2 separate regions of the Sus scrofa genome follow, and region 1 is linked to region 2. The links are chromatin contacts, called in public Hi-C maps. All regions are on one chromosome and are shown on one strand. The core of a region is the stretch at or near the end of the contact, and the rest is flanking DNA. Distances in the headings are between cores, read along the strand shown. Region 1 holds the start of CARMIL2 (capping protein, Arp2/3 and myosin-I linker protein 2). Region 2 holds the start of LOC102161584 (proline-rich protein HaeIII subfamily 1-like).

What was found. A called contact is a pair of places that touch in the nucleus more often than the background predicts.
Region 1: a Hi-C map of liver shows a contact between it and region 2, with 2.2 times the contacts expected there. The contact joins the promoter of CARMIL2 here to the promoter of LOC102161584 in region 2. A contact is called at or near these places in 2 of 5 promoter capture datasets (fetal liver and liver), 24 of 47 Hi-C or Micro-C datasets (adipocytes, blood, brain and 12 more) and 2 of 2 datasets of contacts at active chromatin or transcription factors (alveolar macrophages and skeletal muscle).

The regions. Positions count from the first base shown.
Region 1 is chr6:28,263,629-28,266,510 of Sscrofa11.1, reverse strand. CARMIL2 (capping protein, Arp2/3 and myosin-I linker protein 2) reads right to left here and starts at 1,381. Exons shown (of 39, transcript XM_021094090.1): 1 at 1,210-1,381; 2 at 860-954; 3 at 715-765; 4 at 422-484; 5 at 210-334; 6 at 7-98. The coding sequence starts at 1,249.
Region 2 is chr6:28,195,476-28,198,671 of Sscrofa11.1, reverse strand. It overlaps LOC102161584 (proline-rich protein HaeIII subfamily 1-like), which reads left to right and starts at 1,890. Exons shown (of 3, transcript XM_021094085.1): 1 at 1,890-2,265. It also overlaps a transcript of CTCF not described here.

The DNA.
Region 1 (2,882 bases), core at 132-2,631, 68 kb before region 2:
CCTTACCACAGGGGCTGCTGGGTGAGGTGGCCTCTGAGGGGCTGCTTCTCTCCAGCCGAGCCAGCATGGAGGGGGGCGTGGGCCTCCGGAATAGCTTCCTGAGGACGGGCATGAAGAAGTGGTCAAGGGTCTTCTAGGCCCTGGGAGTGAGGCGGCCCATGGTGCCATTCAGAACACCCCCAGCTGCCCCTTTAGCTGCTGGGCCTCACCCAAGGGTCGAGCGAGGGAAGACCTTCCTGATGGCGGCAGCGATGTGCTGGGCCAGTTGTTCCAGTGCAGCCACGCCGGGAAACTCCAGGACCAGATCAGGCAGGGACTCTAGCTCAAATGTGACCTGGAGAGAGAGGGTGGGGGTGTTGGGCTCCATGTATAGTGGGATGGAAGACTGCAGGCCCAGCGGGGTACTGGCAGGGGGTCTCACCTGAGGGGGTGTCTCCTGCAGCGCCATGGCCTGGACCTCTAGGTAGCTGAATGTGCAATCCACCTATGGAGTGCCTGGGTCAGCTGGGAAAAAGGCCTGAGCCCCACCCACCCTCTTGGGAGCCCAGTTCTTTGTATAGCCTGGAACTCAGAACCAGACCTGCCTGCTGCTGGGAACCCAGTGCTGCTGGAAGGGCAGAGCCCAGAAGGACAAGATGGATAGCACTGTAGATGCAGCCCTTATCAAGGAAGCTGCTGGAGGGCAAGGGGTGGCAGCTGAGCCCTGGGACTCACCCTCAGGGGGAGGCAGGTGTGGAGCAGGTAGGCTCTCCATCGGAGCAGTGCCTGAAGGGAGAGAGTGTCTGACATCCTGGGCAGGGAAGAGGCTTTTTCTGCCTGGGCCCCAGCGGCCTCTTGCCCCCACCCCTCCCCACCATACCAGGACATGGCCTTGCTCAGCACCCTCCCGCTCTGGCAGCCACGTTTTCAGCAGCAGCTCAGCTTCCTTGGGCCACAGGAACCTGGTGATCTCGCCTGTGGAAGGGCAGCCTGCTGAGTGATTTGGTCCTCCCATGGAGGTCAGTTCAAGTCCATAGTCTGTACCAGGCTAGAGGGCCTCGGCTCATCTACAGACCAGCAAGGAAGGAGGGGAGTGGATCTAGGGGGTCAGGCCCCCCAGAGGATCAGAGGGAATCGCTTACTCAGTGTCTTGGGGTGCTGGGTGGGCCTCTGGTTCTGGGCCCTCACTGCTTCCTCCCAGCCAAATAGATGAGATGGGCCAGTGCTTACCTCGGAGTTCGCAGGATATGCCATCTGGGGTCTGGGCCATGGGGCCTGCCCAGTGGGCGGCCGGGGGGCCCAAGGAGCTCCGATGAGAAACCGTAGAGGCGGCACGTACAGGAAGCTAGGGCCCGGGCCGCACTGCAGCCACCTGCTCCTCCAGTAGCGGAAGGTACGAGCTGCTTCCTGCCAGGCGGCCCCCAGCCCGGCTCCTCCCTGCCTGGCCTCTGAGGGCCGGGAGATGTCGCTCGGGTACAAGGGTGTAGGAGGGGGCAGAGTCACAGCTGCCGCCAGCCCTCCCTGATGCGCAGGAGCTACTTGGTTAGGGCAGACATGGGCAGTGGTGTGGCTGGGAGGGGTGAGCATGTCGAAGGCTTCTTTCGATTCCTAGCCCCCTACTACCACCCCACCCCACAGTCCCTGCGGGGAGCACCAGGGGGCGCTGCCCACTCGAGGATCTCTGTGGTCCGCCTCCGTCCGTCCATCCCCTCCAAAGCCCAGCTAGGGAGGTGGACAGTGGGCCGACGCAAGGGCTGTTTGTTCCGCAAGGAGCATCAGATCTCTCCCAACACCTGAGTCATTACCTTGAGGGCTCTTTTGCGCTTAACCTGGAGCCCCTGACCGGTCTGGGAGACACAAACTGTTGAAAGATGGGAAAAACATGATAGGCTCAGATGCAGCTTTCATTAAGTTCAAGGGCTACAGGGAGGGATAGAGTGACTCACAAGCAAAGGCAAATAATGGGGAGGGGGGGTTCTCCCATGTCCATCCACATTCTTCCTGAGCAGGAGTTTGGGGAGGGGAGAACCACTAGGAGAGAGGGAAGCTATTGTCTTCAGGGGTCAGAAGGTCATGGGTGCACATAGGAGCATGAGGCCCTATAAAAGAACAGGGACTTAGATTCTGGAGGGTTCACAGGAAGGGATTCATTTTTTTTTTTCTTCTACAATCTAATTAAATTCTATTTATGAGATAAGGAACAGCCCTCTGCCCTGCCCACAGCTCAGCCAGGGAGAGGTGGAATAACCTGAGAAGAGCTGAGACTCTGGGCAGAGTCTCTTGGTTTCTTTCCCAACTCTAGCTTCTCTTCCTCACCTTGGGGCCTAGAGAGGGTAGGAGAATTTTTCTGGTCATCTGACCACCCCTACTGATAACTCACCCCCAAAAACACCTCATCTCCCTTTTCTGAAGTCTACCAATAATTAGGACAAATGGGAAGTATTAATATCTAGTAACAACTTGGAGAAAGCCACCTCCCCTAAAGGAACTGGCCAGGTGTGACAGCCTGGGGCCAAATAGAACTTCGCTTGGGGAGGGTGCTGAGTTCTGCCCACAGTGGTCTTGCTCTGCTGCCTCCCAACTTAAAATGAGAGTTCAAGTCAAGACCCTTAACAAGACCACATAGAGCCCACAAACTGCTTTCAGTGTGTGAGCTCAGCAGCTCTCATATACAGTATGGCCAAGCAGTCAAGAATGCAGGTTCTGAAAGCACACTACCCGAAATCAAGTCCCGACTCCACCTATCTACTGGCTGTTTGACACTTAGTCACTTAATCTTTCTGCGCTTCCAGTTTCTGTTTTGTGCACTGGGACTATTAATTTACCTTTAAGTGTAAGGATTAAATGTTTACTAAGGGAGGGAGTGGAGTTTCTACTTTGACACAGTGGGTTAAACATCCTAT
Region 2 (3,196 bases), core at 641-3,140:
TAAATAATGTGAAGTAAATTTTATGCCGGCAACATCCCTGCAGCAATATACCAGCCTCTAGAAGTGCATTCTGCCAGCAGGCACCAACCACTCTGCAAGGCTCTGCTACAGGTCCTCCTCAGGGCCCTAGACGCCGTTGCTTCTGCCACGCCCAAGGAACTCCCCTAGCCCCCAGAAGTCCTTGGTGGGTGCCTTCATTTTCATGTGGTGTTTAAAGCAAAATTCTAAATTCTAATGCATATTAAAACTCTAATTAAAATCCTAATGCATATTAAGGATAACTTTTACAGCTCCTAAACTTTAAGTTGGTTGAATGGATCTCTAAAGATAACTTTTACAACTACTCTTTTTTTTTTTTTTTGCTTTGCTTTTTATTTTTTCGGGCCACACCCGTGGCATATAGAGGTTCCCAAGCTAGGGGTCTAATGGGAGTTGTAGCTGTTGGCCTACGCCACAGCCACAGCCACTTGGGATCCAAGCAACAGCTCACAGCAACACCGGATCCTTAACCCACTGACCAAGGCCAAGGATTGAACCTGCAACCTCATGGTTACTAGTCGGATTCGTTAACCACTGAGTCATGACGGGAACTCTCCCTCCATTTATTTTCTGTAAATTTAGTTTTCCAATAAAAACTAAGTACAGACCTTGGCATTTAGGAAATCTCAAAGGATAGCAACTCTGTGGACAAGATCTACAGCATTAAAAAAACAGAAATGATCTGTAAAACCAAAAAGCTGGTGACTGTATATATGGTACAAATCAATTAAGAAATAAAATATCATCTATGGAGCACAATGCTAACTTGGGAAAATAAGATTTCCTCCTAACTCAACTGCAGACTTTAATCTGTGCGGAGCTTATTTTAATAAGTAAAACATGCCACTTGCCACCCACAATTTCAAAAAGAAAGTAAAACTGAAAAGTACAAGAATGCCAAAAATTATACAAATGGCCTAATATATTAGTCAATTAAACATGATTCTATTCCTAAGCATGACAGTCCAATTGCATTTAGTTACTTAGCACAATTTTATTGTGGAGAAGGAACATAATGTTGAAAAGACTCCCCAGTTGAGGCATCTGGTGCAAAATTCTACAGATTGAGATTACACAGAGTAGACCAATCAATTTTGCTTATTAGCACCAGGCTGTTTTAATTTCCTCATAAACTTAATATAGCTTTCCTGCCCCCTCAAAAGTTAATCAATACTTTCCCCTTTCTAAAGCTACCCAAGTTGATACATCAACTGCTGCACCAGTGTATTAAGGTACCAGAATATCTGAGGAAAAAGAAAAGACTGATAATTCAACAAGCAGCTTTTTAACGACGCAAGAAGACTTAAGGACAGAGTGAATTTAACACACATGCCCTGTTTAGCCTCTTTTGCCCCCTAAAGGGGTTTAAAATTTTAACTTTCCCAGCCGATCTAAACTCAAAGAAAGCATGAAGCCTATACATATGTGAATGTTTACTTATTGCTGAACTCAGGGCTACAGGAAGGAAGTCAGCTACTAAAGAGTAGTTACATTAAGCGTAGATATTTATAAACCAACTGCAACTACTGACCCAGGATTCAATTACAACATCAACCCTCATATTTCAGCATATGGGCAAATTACCAGTGGAGTCAAGAATAAATTCATTCTGCCCTACTGGCGCTTTAGATCAGGTTGCACAATCCCGGGGCAGAACTGCCTTCGCCTAGCCCTAAAGCATCAGGTACTAAGAACTGTACGAAGTCAGCGTCAGGATGTTTTAAATTTTAAAGCAAGAGGAAAACCCAAGAGTAGCCTGAACCAATTTAGCCAGCCCATAAACCCGAATTGACGAATTAGTCACGTCACTTGAGAATGAAATTAAGTTTTGATCCCTTTGAGATCTTAGCGCAGTCAGGCTGCTATCACTGCAAGAGGAATCTGACCCTGCCTCGAGAAAAACTACTTGTTGTCGAACTCGTGCCCTTTCAGCCCACCATGGGGGGGCCGCGCCAGTCGGGTAGGGCGAAGAGCTAGTTTGGGGGCGCAGCCGGGCCAGGCGGGGGCGGCGAGCGCGCGTCCCCCCGCCCGCTCCGGCGGCGTCGAGGCGCGAGCAGCTCAGCCAGCCTTGCAGAGGGAGCTCTCGGCAGCTCTGGGGTCCCTCTGCTCGCAGCCGCAGCAGCGCCGCCTGCGCCACTCGGTGGAGACGGAGACCAGCGGCGGCGACGTGCGGACTGGGAGCGACCGCCGAGCAGCCAGGCGGCGGGGGACACTCGCAAGGCGCGGGTAAGTGCCAGGGACCAGGTGGGCTGGAGAATACGCAGCCCAAGAGGCGCTGGCAAGGGCCCGACAACCATACTAAACGGAGACCCGGCTACACGCGCGGTTACTGGGGGCCTGGGCTCTAGAGCGAAGCGGTGCGGAAGCCGGGGAGCGGAGATCGCCTCTCGGCTGGGGCCACCCGACGCGGGAGGGGCGGAGGGCAGAGGGCGGGCCACGGCCGGGGAGATCCACCGGGCCAAGAGCCGGCCTCGAGGGCAGAGACAAAGGAAGGAAAATGGAGTCGCCAGCGCGCGGGCCTCTGTAGCCGCCGCCGCCAGAGGCCTAGCGCGTCGTCAAGAGGGAGGCCTAGCGGGCGGGAGGAGTGCGGGGGGTGGGGGGGAGCCGGCCGGGCCGCGGCGGCGACGGGCAATGGCGGCGGCCGCGCCGCAGCAGGGACGGTAGAGGGAGACAAACACCCCCCGGCGGCGGCGCTGGCGCCGGGCTGCAGCCAGCGCCGACCGGAGCGGCCCCATCGTGACACCTAGAGGCGGCCCGCGAAACCTCCTCCACCCGGGGCCCCCTTACCTCCGCGCCACACCCCCCGCAGCGCTCGCTCCGCCGCCGCTCCACCGCTCCGGCCACCCGGCGTCTCTAGCCAGCTCCGCGCACCCGCACGGGCTGCCGCCGCCGCCGCTGCCGCCAAAGAAGCAGCTCCGCGCACGGTTTAATCGCTCCACAGGCTCGGACACAAAATGGCGGCGGCGCGGTGCAGTGCGCCTGCGTCGGCGCTGCCGGGGCCGCGGGTGCTGATAAGGGAAGGGACGGGTTGGGGGGGGCCGGCCGGGCGACTAGTGGAGGGCGGGGGAGGAAAGGTGAGGGGAGGGGTTGGCGCAGGGCAGCATGGGAGGCAGCCCCGGGCGCCAACTTTCAAAAGCGGGCGCGATGGCGTCACGGG